Regions from separate parts of the Cricetulus griseus genome. Here region 2 is linked to region 1. Evidence: chromatin contacts called from public Micro-C data. All regions are on one chromosome and are shown on one strand. The core of a region is the stretch at or near the end of the contact, and the rest is flanking DNA. Distances in the headings are between cores, read along the strand shown.

Evidence for each region. A called contact is a pair of places that touch in the nucleus more often than the background predicts.
Region 2: a contact with region 1 is called in a Micro-C map of the CHO-K1 cell line, with 1.8 times the contacts expected there. The contact joins the enhancer-like site here to the promoter of Tlr4 in region 1. A contact is called at or near these places in 2 of 8 Hi-C or Micro-C datasets (the CHK-Q cell line and the CHO-K1 cell line).

Annotation. Positions count from the first base shown.
Region 1 is chr2:79,142,783-79,149,035 of CriGri-PICRH-1.0, forward strand. It overlaps Tlr4 (toll like receptor 4), which reads right to left and starts at 4,330. Exons shown (of 3, transcript NM_001246762.1): 1 at 3,992-4,330. The coding sequence starts at 4,081. It also overlaps the pseudogene LOC100771224.
Region 2 is chr2:79,181,990-79,189,017 of CriGri-PICRH-1.0, forward strand. It overlaps the pseudogene LOC100771224. Among named protein-coding and RNA genes, the nearest start is that of Tlr4, 38 kb to the left of the region's middle. Within about 2 kb of position 5,117, at least 2 of the 6 cell types and tissues checked have open chromatin away from gene starts, as enhancers often do. A contact at or near this core is called in the CHO-K1 cell line, where this site is marked.

The DNA.
Region 1 (6,253 bases), core at 3,080-5,579:
ATCTTTTCAGGGATGACCATTTCATATTTGGTAACCAATTAGTATTCTCTTCCCCAGCAAGATTCTTTCCCATACAACAGACCATTACAGAAAACCAAAACCAATCAAAATGCATAATTCTGCATCCCAGTTCCAAGGGATACATTAACAATAAAACACTTGCATCTAAAGCTCAGAGGTCATTGTAAAACGGGGCAATGAAAGAATATAATATAATATAATATAATATCCAAGGGAACAAGTTTATTGTGATATTGTGTCTCCTAATAATGTCAGAAACTACACTCATAAAGACAGACTTTGATAATCCCTCATGGAAGGCCTCACCCTCCCTGAGGAGCAGAAAGTGGATGGGATAGGGAGTTGCTGTGGGGAAGGGGAGGAGGGGAGGGAGATAGAACTGTGATTGACATGTAACAAGATTGTTTCTAATTTAAATTTTAAAAAGGAAAAAAAGAAGCCTCATTAACATGACTTCCTAAACATGACAACAAGACATGCTACCATGGATAGAGTAAAAAGCTCAGGAGTCCTCAACTCTCTACAAACTAATGAATGTTGAGAATGAGACAATGTTTGTTTTATAATACCTTCAGCTAATTTAATTAGTTTTATGTAAAATACACATATTTTGTAAATACATAGTTTTATGTAAAATTACTATCATTCTAATTACATATCCTAATTATATACAGACACATGGAGAGTACCAATGAAGACATCCAGATATTTTTTAGATACCACCTATTTTAGACAATTACATTTTCTTTCTTGGCTTATTGACTTTAGCAACTTGGTGTAGGAATGAGAGGAAGTCTTAGAGTACATGGAATCCATTGATCAAGGCCAAGTGTTTTGTGCTGTTATAGTCCCCACTTAGTTTTATCTATTTTCTCATATTTACTGTAAACCCTATTCCATAACCTTCCAATTAATTTCATAATTACATGATTTCTTCCAGAAAATTCTTTGTTTAACCCAGTGAGTTTTGCTTTCTCTTATTTAAAAGAAATAGAATTCTCAAAGGATTAAATGAGATCAGATCTTATCTCAAAGCTTGCTATAATTAAAGTGATGAATATTAATGTTAATTATCATTGGCTATTATTAATCCCTTGCTGTATATCAACAATTTACTTACATGTTATGTATTTTATGTTAATCTTCAAAACATCTTTTAAAGATGGAAAAATGAGAAGATGGGGTAATGCACATAAAGGATTTATCCATGTATGTTCACATTTGTCTGCTTACACGATACTTACCATAGTATCCTTAAAGAGAGTGCTTCTAATAGAATAAGGTGTCAGGAAGAAATTCTTCACTTGCCCTCTTTTATTTCCTTCATAGGTTTCAATCACAGAGCAACTTTGTGTTGCTTATATAATTATTTTCCAAATGTCGTTCATTTGATGAACTGGATTATGAGCTTTGATGCTCTGATGATTTTGTTTGGTACATTGTCTCCAAGGCTCAGAAAGTTGCAAGGTGACCTGTCAATGCCCATTAGCTATTTGTTGCATGAGTGAATGATAGAAAATTCTATACCTGGTGAACAGAGGTCCATGTAAACCAAATGGTAGGCTTTTTCTGCTAAGGGCCATGAGCAGTACAAAAATAAATGCTGTACAATTCCAGTTGTCATCGAACTCAACATCAGTTAGAAGAGAAGGAAAGGGACTAAAACCTACAAAGCAAGCCTGGTTCACAGGTAATAGAGACTGATTGTAGACCCAGAACATGGAAGGTGAGCAGTATCTGACATGTGGAAAAGGGAAGAAATGTAAATCATAAGAAGAAAAGAACATAAGCAAGTAAAGGGTAGGAACAAATTCAGATGAATTGGCTAGCAACAGGCAAGGGAGGAGAGCCTTAAGTTATGGGTAGCTACAACCTGAACACAAGAGCATCAGACATTGTCCAGCAGTCATTCTTTCATTTGCATACAAACTAAAGACCTACTATGATCTAGACACTGGTGGCATATTGATAAACCCAGCAGAAAAGGAAGGATAACTAATTAAAAACAGACAAAAATATGATATGATATGATCAATGAAAACACACACAAAGAGGCCAAAGGCAGATATCTCCATCTGGGAATCAAGAAAAAACACCCTGGGGAGACCCTTTTACAGAGATCTACATAAAGTGAAAGTGAAACATTAAATCCTGAAATCAAAGTCCTACATTCTGTCTGTGGCTATATGTCACAGACAACTGTTGAACATGAACCATGTGTGTAGTATAAATCAAATTTTGTAGTAAACATAAAATATTGCTGACTTTCTAATATTCTGTAGCAAAAATGGAACATAAACTATCTTCTTAATAGTTGGACTATATTTGATTATATAATATATATCACTAAAAATAACTTCACTCATTTTTTTTCAGTTTGACCACCAGGAACATTTTAAACTATATAAGCAGATCCCAAAATTTTATCATAAGACAGCTCTGATCTAGGGGAGGGGTTGTGTGGGTAGGACAAGCAGTGAAACTACTCTGTAGGAAAAACAGCCTTGGAGGCACTAAAGAGTTATTAAAAATGGTAAAGGAGTAATTTGATAAATCCAGTCCTCTGGCCCGGTGAAAACAAATAGAGATGAAAGTGTGGTTACAGAAAGGACAGCAAATTAGGGAACCAGTCATAATCCCTGGAGACAAGGCCCATGGAACTGAGACATGAGCTTATGGAAGAAACAGGCTGACTATGGGGGTTTCCAGAGTACAGTATATACCACAGGATTTTTTCTCAGTATGAAACTGATTGGAAACTCTATCTCTGTCAGCATAACTAAGGAATCAGAAGACAAGATACCGAGATAGCAAGGAGTTAGTCTTTGTTATGCTATAATATTTTTTCCAGGTCAACACCGTGACTCCAACTTGTAATACCTGTCTTGAGCTTCTGAGCCTGCCTCGCCCTAAATTATTTCCCTGTTTGTTCAGCTCTATTGTGAGCTTCTGAGATAATTGTGTGGTCTGTGCAGTGAGAAAATAAGAATTAGTCATGAATCATATTACTCACTAGTCATTGTTTCACCAAGAAGGGAATTACTGCCTTAGCTGATGTTTTACATTGTTCTCTGCCTCTTTCTGTTGTCTCTGTCTATCTCATTCTCTGTCTCTCTGTCTTTATCTTCCTCCCGTTTGTCTTTCCCCTTCCCTCCCTCCCATTTCATTATTTTCTAAAATTAGTGGTAGAATTTAAAATTCTCAGAAAATTCTTTCATTTGGAAAAAAATTACAGTTATTAACATGTGTGTGTGTGCGCGTGCGTGCGTGCGTGCGTGCGTGCGTGCGTGCGTGCGTGTGTGTGTGTGTGTGTGTGTGTGTGTGTGTGTGTCCACTTTCATGCATGCACACAACTGTCAGGGCAGACACTTGGAACTCAGAGAATGAAGTAGATTCTCTGCTTCCACCATGTGGGGCTTGAAGATTGACTCAGGTAGTCAGGCTTGTCAGCAACTGACTGAACCTGCTGATCGACCACTCCATCATACACAGATGCTACTTAAGAGACAGAAATGACAGCCACCTTTACCTGAGTAGGAAAGGAAAGGAATGACTTCTGAAAGCTGAGTGTCCACAGTACCAACAGAAAGGCCTGCTATTACTAGCCTTCTCCAATCCCCCTGTGAGCACTGTAATTCTTTTACAGTGTGAAAACTGGCCTCAGAAAGGTTCAGTAACTTCTTGGCTGTCACTCAGCCAAGTCACAGAAACAATATCCTTAGTTTTACTAATTTCAAGTCTTTAATAATCATGGCTCGGAAGTCTAAACAGAACAAGACACTGACTGGCTGCCTGTTGCTGCCCTGCTAACACAGAGTCTCTTTGTCCTCACAGCTTCTCAAGTTTTTGGTTAGTTTAACTCCTGTGTGCAAAATAAACAAATCAGAACACACAGCAGGAAGCTCCGACATAGGGAGAGTTTTGAGAAACAAGGGAGGCTAACAGGAAAGGAGCTGGTCGAGACACATACCTCCACACAGGGATCCAAGCTTTCAGGTCTCAGGGAGGAGAGGAACAATGCCATCATCAGTGTCCCAGCCAGGCAGAAAGAAGGCATCATCCTGGCATTTTCTGCAACCAGCCGAGGCCGTGAGAAAGCATGATGAACTAACTGTAGCCGTTGGCAAGGCAGAGTCCCTGGGGCACCGGCCTCTTCTCTCTGGGCGGGTGCCCCTCTGAAAGAACTATATTAAAAAATGTTCTGGGCTAAGGGTGAGAGGAAGTGAGAGTGGCAACCTTAGCATTCTCACTTTTTTTTTTTTTTCTTTCTTTCTCTAGAATGTATCTACCCTATCTCAGGAGGCTAGATAGAAGACTAAGGAAAGAACAGGAAGAAGGCGTTTGCCGACCAGCCTGTGGAGGAACAGCAAGAGGAAGCTGGCTTTCATCCCAGGAAGTCATCTGACCTCTGGGCTTGGGGAACGCAGAAAGTAACCAGATACTCATGAAGCCAGTATATGTGCCTGGAGCAACGTCCACATTCCTGTTTTGTTTTCACTAGTGGTCAAGCTAGACTTCTAGGTATCTGACGGCACAGTACTGCACTGGGTGTTACAAACTACAGAAACTTATTTTCTCACAATTCTGAAGGGTGGAAGCCAGAAAAATGATGTTGTGGGGTGTGTCTGTGTCCTGATCTTTTCTTGGTTGGGTATATGTGTACGCACCTGTGTATGTGTACCTGCTTATTCATGGGGGGGATGAATACTTCATGTGTGTGTACTCTCTGTGTACACTTGCAAGTGTGTGTGTGTGTGTGTGTGTGTGTGTGTGTGTGTGTGTACCAGAGTTCACTGTTGGATGACTTCCTTGTTTGTCTCCATTCTTCTGCTACTATTAATTATTAATTATAACTATTATTATTACTGTTAGAGAAAGGAACAGACACAGTTTATTACAAAGGGGAATGCATTCCCAAGAATAAGAGTTGGCTAGTGAGCTGAGGGTAAAACTCAGAAGACCCCACTGCAATTTTGGAGCCAGGGTCTCTAATTGACTGCTCATTCATTGACTAGACTGAGTGGCCAGTGAGTTCCTGAGATCTAGTCTTCTCTGCCCCTACCTCAGTGCAGGAGTTAGAGGTACATGCAAAGCATCCAGTTTTTATGAGGGTGCTAGCAGTCTGCAGGTCTTCTGGCACATAAAACACTTTACTGACATGTCTCCCCAGGCCCTGCTTCTTTTTGTTTTGTTTTGTTTTTCGAGGCAGGGTTTCTCTGTGTAGCTTTGGAGCCTATCCTGGCACTCGCTCTAGAGACCAGGCTGGCCTCTAACTCACAGAGATCCACCTGTCTCTGCTTCCTGAGTGCTGGGATTAAAGGTGTGTGCCACCAATGCCCGGCCCCCTGCTTCTTTTTTTTTTGTGGAAAGATATAAAACATGATAGATGGAACATTGGATGTACAACTAGAAGAACAAGTCACAGTATATTGAGCCATGAGAACACCCAGACCGCTACCCACCCAACCCCAAATCCTCAGCTTCTGAAAAGAGGATGGTGACCACAGGGGTCCTGGAGGTACCCAGAGTCTGGAAAGCTGCAGAGTCCACGAGCATAGCACACTGTGATACTGGTCACATGGACAGCCCAACTGTTTTCCCAAGCACTGCTGCCAAGGATGACTCAGGATGCTGAGTATGGAATCAAGATGGTAGCAATGGCTGGAGCCATACTACTGGAGAGAGGTTCACACGGAGGATCTGCTGGGCCCACTGTAGAACCTCATCTTCTGAGAATTTTCTGTGCTCCATTATAGTCTGGGACTTTCGTGGTTTTGCTCTAGGCCGCAGCCTTGCCTTAGAAGACTGGAGCACAAACTGTGCTCTCTTCTTAGGAGGAAGACCCTTTACCTCCTCAGCCTTCTTCCTCTTCTTCCCCACAGACTCAGAGCCACTTTTCAGGCTTGTCCTTCCAGTTCTACTCTGAACAGATCCTTTTGGCCTTCCCTTGTACTTGGTCTGAGCTGCTTTGGCCTTGGCTTGTCCTTGACCACCTTGGCTTTAGCCTTGTCCCTTACTACAGTGGCCTTGGATTTGGCTCCTGTTGCCCTGGGCTTGGTCTTTGTTGTCTTGGCCCTGACCCTTACTGACTTGTTCTGGGTTCGAGTTAGGCTGGCGTGGGCATGAGCAGCTTTGGTCAGTGTTCGAGATGCCTTGGCCCGCACTGTTTTGGTGCCCAAGGCAGAGTACCCTTTCACACGTAGGCCACTGCTCCGGGGCCCAGTGCCTTGTT
Region 2 (7,028 bases), core at 3,867-6,366, 40 kb after region 1:
AAGAAAAAATTGGAAAAAATTGTTGAAAACACTTTGTAAGATGCAGGTTTCCAAGACATTTTTTTTTGTTTCTGAGTCATTCTAGCACACTGTTCTATCCAAGGATTTTAAACAGATACACCCTTTCCATGCACTTACTAAATCCTAAATAAATTCCCAAGAAAAGTCTGCTGTTTTCTTACTATCTCTCTAGAGTAGAACACCCTGTTCTAATCTGCAATGTAGGAAACCTGTTATCCTCTCAGTGTACAGCAAATACAACTGACAGTCTTCTTGACCCAAGACATATCTCTTGCAACAATGCTGCCCTGACTGTCCAGAAGCACACTCTTTCTGACCTCTGAGGATTTAAGGAGAGTAGAATGATGACATTTCAGGAAGCCTCTTTTAGTGCTTTCAAAAGAACAAAATAACCCTAAGACCTTAAGAGTTAGAAAATGACATCATTGCTGCTTAAGGTTTGGAAAGTTATAAATCTTTGAAAATCTAATGAAAGCTACACAGTATTTCCCATAGAAAAACAATGTGCATTAATTCATATGGAACATTTTCTGTATCCACCTACAAAGATTCATGGAGCACAGCTTCTCCAACCACAAATGCTGTACACTACGTGCTAAGGATACACGAGTTCTACCACCTTACTTACAAGTGTGTTGCTCAAGACATATTGAATAAACTGATTTGTAAGAAAGTGGTGCCTAGAGCCAGGCGGTGGTGGCACACGCCTTTAATCCTAGCACTTGGGAGACAGAGGCAGATGGATCTCTGTGAGTTTGAGACCAGCCTGGTCTACAAGAGCTAGCTCCAGAACAGCCTCCAAAGTCACAGAGAAACCCTGTCTTGAAAAAAAAAAAAGAGAGAGAGAAGAGTGGTCCCTATTAAGTGTTTCTTCATCCATGTGCAATGGGTGGTGGTAGGATTGCTGAGTGATAGAACAAAGTAAACCAATAGTCTTTTCTTCAGAAAGGTCTATTAAAAGAAAGGAGACTCAGCTTGTTCTGGGGACTTAGGACACTAAATATGCCTTTTGAGACTCCATTGACCTGACATCAAACATAAGTTTGCTGATAAGATCTTCTAGAAATTTCTTAAATTTGACTTTGTCAGTTATAAGATACAAATAAAATTTTCCTGGAAGAGGTCTCCTAGATTTAAAGAGGAGCTGTGTGTTACTAGCACTGATATGAAACACAGATATAATAAGAGGTATAAATATGAGTTTTACTTTGTTCAGTTATTTTATAAGAGTACTAAGGACACCAAAACTTCTATGCTTGTTAATGTGAAGTAGTCCAGTCCATTTTGAATGATGGCTACTGCCAACAAGATATTTCTTAAAGAGATTGACAGAAGGATATGGGCTTGTGGTATATCTCACCATGCTCATCGGATCTAAGGAGCATTCAAGATTTCTCATTGGGCACAATGATCTGAAAATATAATAAACAAAATATAGTTGTCTCAAACTTCTAAATATCTATTAGACTTACATGGGAAGCTTTGAAGCAGAGGGGGAGGGCCCACTTGCTTCAGGTCTAGTCTGGATGGGTGGAGATGAGAACCAGATAGTTACAGTTTCAGCTACTACTCACTTGACTCTAATGCACCAATGTGAGGGGATTCAGTGCTCTGGTCCAACTCTTTCTCCTTTGACAAATGAGAAAAGTGGGGAGAAAGGAAAAGCTTGGGATGTAGAGGTAAATGATACATCATCAAGTCTTTTCTGTTAGTTATTAGATTCATAACATAGGAATGTGTTTACAGCATACCTGTGATTCTTAAGCTGTCAGTCACCCCATTTGCACTCCAATCATTGGGGAATCATTGTTCACTTGTTTCTTTATTTAGTTTTTACATAGGGTATCAATGTGTAGCCCTGATTGACATAAACTCCATGTAGAACTGGCTCACAAGGAAACAATTGCCTTTGCATCTCAAGTGCTGGGATTAAAGGCTTGCACCACCACTCCTGGTTTAGGGGGCCACTATTTAGATTGTCTTCTTTCCCTAGAGTGAAACAATGTTTAAACTCTCCCAATAATACTCAAACACAACTTTGAAAGCCATGCTATCACGCCACAACATTTCACACATTTTGAAATACAGGTAGCTTTTTATGGACTGAACAGATTGTGTTTAGGAATGTATAAATATAATTACAGTTAGTGAAAAAAGATGGCATGAATTTGAAGGAGCGCAGGAAGGGGTACATAGGAGAATTGGAGGGGGAAAGGGAATGAAAAAAGTTGAAACTAAATTATAATATCAAAAATTAAAAGAAAAGGATCCACTACTCTTTTTAGATAGACTAATGTTTCCATAGAAATAAATGAACACACAGTGGAAAGGACACATGGAAACATCAGATTCCAGTTTGCTACACACTAACTCTGTACTCTAGCTACTATAGTCTACAAGCCTGCTGGGAGTGTCTGAAAAAAACTGTTCATTTAAAGAAATAAAGAATGAGTCATTATCATCAGGGAGGTTAGGCAATGCTGTCTTTGCTTTTTGCAACATAAACCAATTTGCTTTCATTTCCTCAACTGTTACATGCCCTTTCAACAGGGCCTCACAAAAATGTTGACTGTTTGATGTGTTTAAAATATTGTCTGCCATAGAGCAAGTGACCCACAAAATCCCTGACTATACCACTCTTCCCAACAGGGGAAATTCATGTGCTTGGTACTATGGAATTGCCCTTACTATGGGAGCTACGAGTCTGGGATGTCCTCCCCCCAGCTGCCTATCTATGAGAGAACTGTAGCAATTACAGAATTTATCCACAGAAGCTATCATTAAATTAACAATGGAGTACGAATTTGTTGTCATTGTACAGAAAACACACAAGTATTATGAATTTCTCTGCTCAGAGGATGGTTCACAACCCAGTGATATTCCTAACACCAGGAAAATTTTAGAAATCCCTACTTACTAGATCAGGATCTGAATTTAAATAAAATGAACAGTTGTGTTCTATGAATATTAAAAACTCATAGAGCCCTGCATTCATCTTGATATAACAGAGCTGCTTAGGGAGTGCTGCAAATGATAATGAACCAGGGAATCATATTCATTGAACAACTAACCACTAATTAATTCCATCTCTAAATTAAGAGTAATGATATATATCTATAGTGGTCATGAGTACAAGGGAATAATTTAGACAGGTGAAGAACCTGAAGATTTTCCTAAAGAATAGTTTCCACCCATAAATACATAATAGATCCAAAACATACTCTTTCACAATGAAGTGGTATTGAAAATCCAAAGGTAAAGCAGGTGTTAGCTGGACAGCTGTGCCTAACATAGAGAAAGATCAGGATCTGCCTCCTCCCACCTCCACCAAGGCAGTACCAATTACCTATTCAGAGTCTTTCCATGAAATCCACTGACCTAGAAGGTTTGCTTTTGTGAATCAATGGGACTTAATGTGTGAGGGTCTGAGAAATTAACATGAATTTACCCTCTTTTCCTATGCTGAGTCAATTGGATATAGTCATATACAAGGTGCCCTACGTGATGGCATGCTAAGTAAGTCAGCAAATAAATGTTTCCAACATGAGGCTTTCACATAAGTTCCATACCAGGGCATAACAGATCTGTAGGTGACTCAAGAGCTTAGCTGAAGACTTAAGGCATTCACACCCAACTGAAATATATCCTCTTTACATAAAGCAGTCTATTGGGTAGGTTCTTAATAAGATACTTCTTAAAAACTATTATACAGATCCTCCTTACTGTACTCTGAAGAATCTAGGAAAGAAATGGATGCCATAGTTGCTGGTGGAGCTGTTTAAATTAATGTTTAGAACAAAATTCCTGTTGTGGTTTCCCCAAAAAGCACATTGCAAAAAGTCAACGAGAGAAAAAAAGTTGCAAGACATTATCTTTTTGTAAATATAGGTGAAAGCAAAGGGGTTTGCAGGGACAAAGGGCTGATTTTCCACCCAGTTACTTGTTAAATAGAAATTCAGAGGCTGAAGTTGCCATCCACAGCAAAGTTCCCTGGATGATTAAATACATGCAAATATCTGGAAATTTAAATGTTTGATCCAAGTGGTCTCTGTAACCTGATGTAAACAGCTGTGTTTTCCAGTGTATTAAATGTATATGTGTACAACAGGATAAAGATACCTGGTACAGGGAATAATAACTTTAGTAGATGATATGAATATTGTTTTTGTAACCAATTTTGATTGATAGGCAAGAGCTGACCTTCTATAATCATTAGCACCATGATGTTAGCTTGCATTTAAGTTCCCACTTTCTGCCAGAAACCTTTCCATTTCATGTGTCACTCTCATTCATTGATGATTCTCCCACAGAGAGAGCATTTTGTGGTGTATAAAAGGAGATGACACAGAAGCATGAACTAAATGTAAATAATGGTCAACCTCCTCACCAGGCCCTGTGATAGCTATCATCACTTTTATTATATGGAGCATAAGCAGACACTTGGATCAAATAGATACCACATGTCAGAGTCAACATAAGGCAATGATTCTGCCTGAGCAGGATCAGATATTAGTCATTAGGAGAAGTGGGGTTTTAAATACTTATTTCTGCCAAATACTTCACCAATGGGTTTATACACCTTACTGCCTTTCATCTTCCATGCAACTTCTTAAACGGTAGATATTAGAGTGGTCTCATTTGTGGAAAAAGAACATAAAGTTTGGAAAAGTATTCAGCCTCTTTTGTGTCACTGTCACATAATTCTTGAAACTCGGTAAATTATAATTATAAATATAGATTTATTTCCTTCAATTTTGAAGCTGAAATTTTCATAGCTGAGCAAGCTGTATCTGGCAACAAGTCACTTTTGGCTATGTCTTTCCACACTGAAAGGTGGAAGGACAAGAGAGCATGGGATAAATATTAAGCAGAATGTCAAATTCAATTTTCTGGAAGATTATTACTTCAAAAAACTTGCCACTATCTTAAGAAGTCCCATTTCTCAGTAAAGTGTAGAAACCACATTCAGTCATGGTATTGTTTGACATATTCCGGGCAGATGTGACTAAACATCTATTCACTCTAGATAAGACACTGAGGAAAGACCACAGAAATTATCCTATCCAAATCTAGCTTTGTGAAGCAGTCGGATTATTGGACTTGCTTCCAGGAACATAGATGACTCAGAGGCAACTGTGTCTCCAAAAAGCTCACTCAAGCATGGAGGTGAGTCATGAAATCTGCATTCTTAGAGTTCCCTCCACAACATATCAGTAAGTGGAACTTTTTAAATTTATATAGCATTGTTCTAAATTTTGAACTATAGGAGAGTAGCAGTTGTCTGCTTCTCTCCAATTATTAGCATGAAGGCTGCCATATGGAGCTATTTAATGAAGGTTGGAAGAAACAATCAATCTGAACATTATAACAAAAGCCTGCAATCCCAGTTACATGGAGTACTAAAGTTCAAAATCCCAAGTTCTAACCCTATCTAAGGTTCAGAATAAATTCAAAGCCAACCTAAGCAACTTAGTGAAACTTCACTTTGAAATAAAACTAAAAGAAGACATGGAAGTATAGGATAAAAAGGGTCCTAGGTTTAAATCCAAGTACCATCAAAATAGAAAAATTAAATAAGCAAATAAATATTCAGTCATTAAGCTTTTCCTTTTAGTTCTAACATTCTTATTGCACATGATTTTCACCAGGAAGAGAATTATACTTCTCCCATGTTAACCATGGCATCTTTTGCCTGAACTACGAATATCCTTACAGGATATTACAAAGCTTACAGCTCAGATTAAAAGTTGATAAATATATAGTCTTGGCCCAGGAAGTACTTTTTTTCTGAGACTACCAAAAGCAGTGGATGACCTTCCATTAAAGGAAGATTCTTTCTTAACCTCAATACAACTCTTGAATGGCCACTTCCATCAAAATTGTACTGGAATAATTATTGCCGAGAAATAAAGTATCCAGTTTGCCTATGCCTATCCATTGATAAAGGGTATAAAGGAAGTAATGTTGCTTTCCAGAAATATTTGTTAAATGGTATTTTCACTTATATTCCCTCAAATACCAAGCAAAATTAGGTAATATTTCTTTAGCTAGTACTTATATCTCATTTCTATATGGCATTTGATGTTTGCCAAGCATATTTGCTTTCTTCTTGCTTTCGTTCCAACACAAGCTGAGTTCTGCAAGGATGAGCTAAATGAAGTACCAAAGAATAACCTTGATTTTTCTTAGAAATGCAATGTGACAGAAAATAAATTCAAGGTAAAATTCTATGGCTCTTCCCAAGTGTGATGTATATTCAGTCTGCTTTCTCATGATCTGAGAGGCAGTGACATCAGCCCCTAGTGAAGTCTGCATAGATTCAGCCATCAGAGAGAAAATCATAGGTCCGTCTCCACCCATTACAAAAGGATAATTCAGAAGTTAATGTAGAAAAATTACTTGTATCCAGAATTTAAGGATATAGCTCTTCTTCCCAGGGTCAGCTTGACAAATAATTATAATGGAATATGAAATGGTTCCAATATGTTATACATCATAGCCATATGTCAATATTCTTCCTCTTCTTCCTGAGTAACATTCTCACTCTGCTATCTGTTTTCTATGATAAGATCCTGAGATACTGTGTTAATATTAATGCCCACCAAAGTGGACACAGTTCAAAGGATAAATTTGTGATAATATATTTTTATGATCTAACAAATCACTGGAAATCAAAATGCAAAGCTAGCCATAGCCATGGAGCCAGGCAATGGTGATACACACCTTTAATCCTAGGATTCAGGAGACAGGCAGATGGATCTCTATGAGTCCAAGGCCACTCTGAACTACACAAGAGTGAATCAGTCTAAAGAGTAATGGAGTTCATGACTTTAATACCAGCACCAGGGAGGTATAAAAGGAAGAAGCAAAGGGTCTTGTGTGAGATTTGGTTTCCAGACAAGGAGAACATTATACTCTGGGTATTCATGGAGACAGAATCACCCATTTAGGTCTGAGGTAGAAGTAAGAGCTAGTGGCTGACTGCATTGCTTTTTTGATCTTTAGCT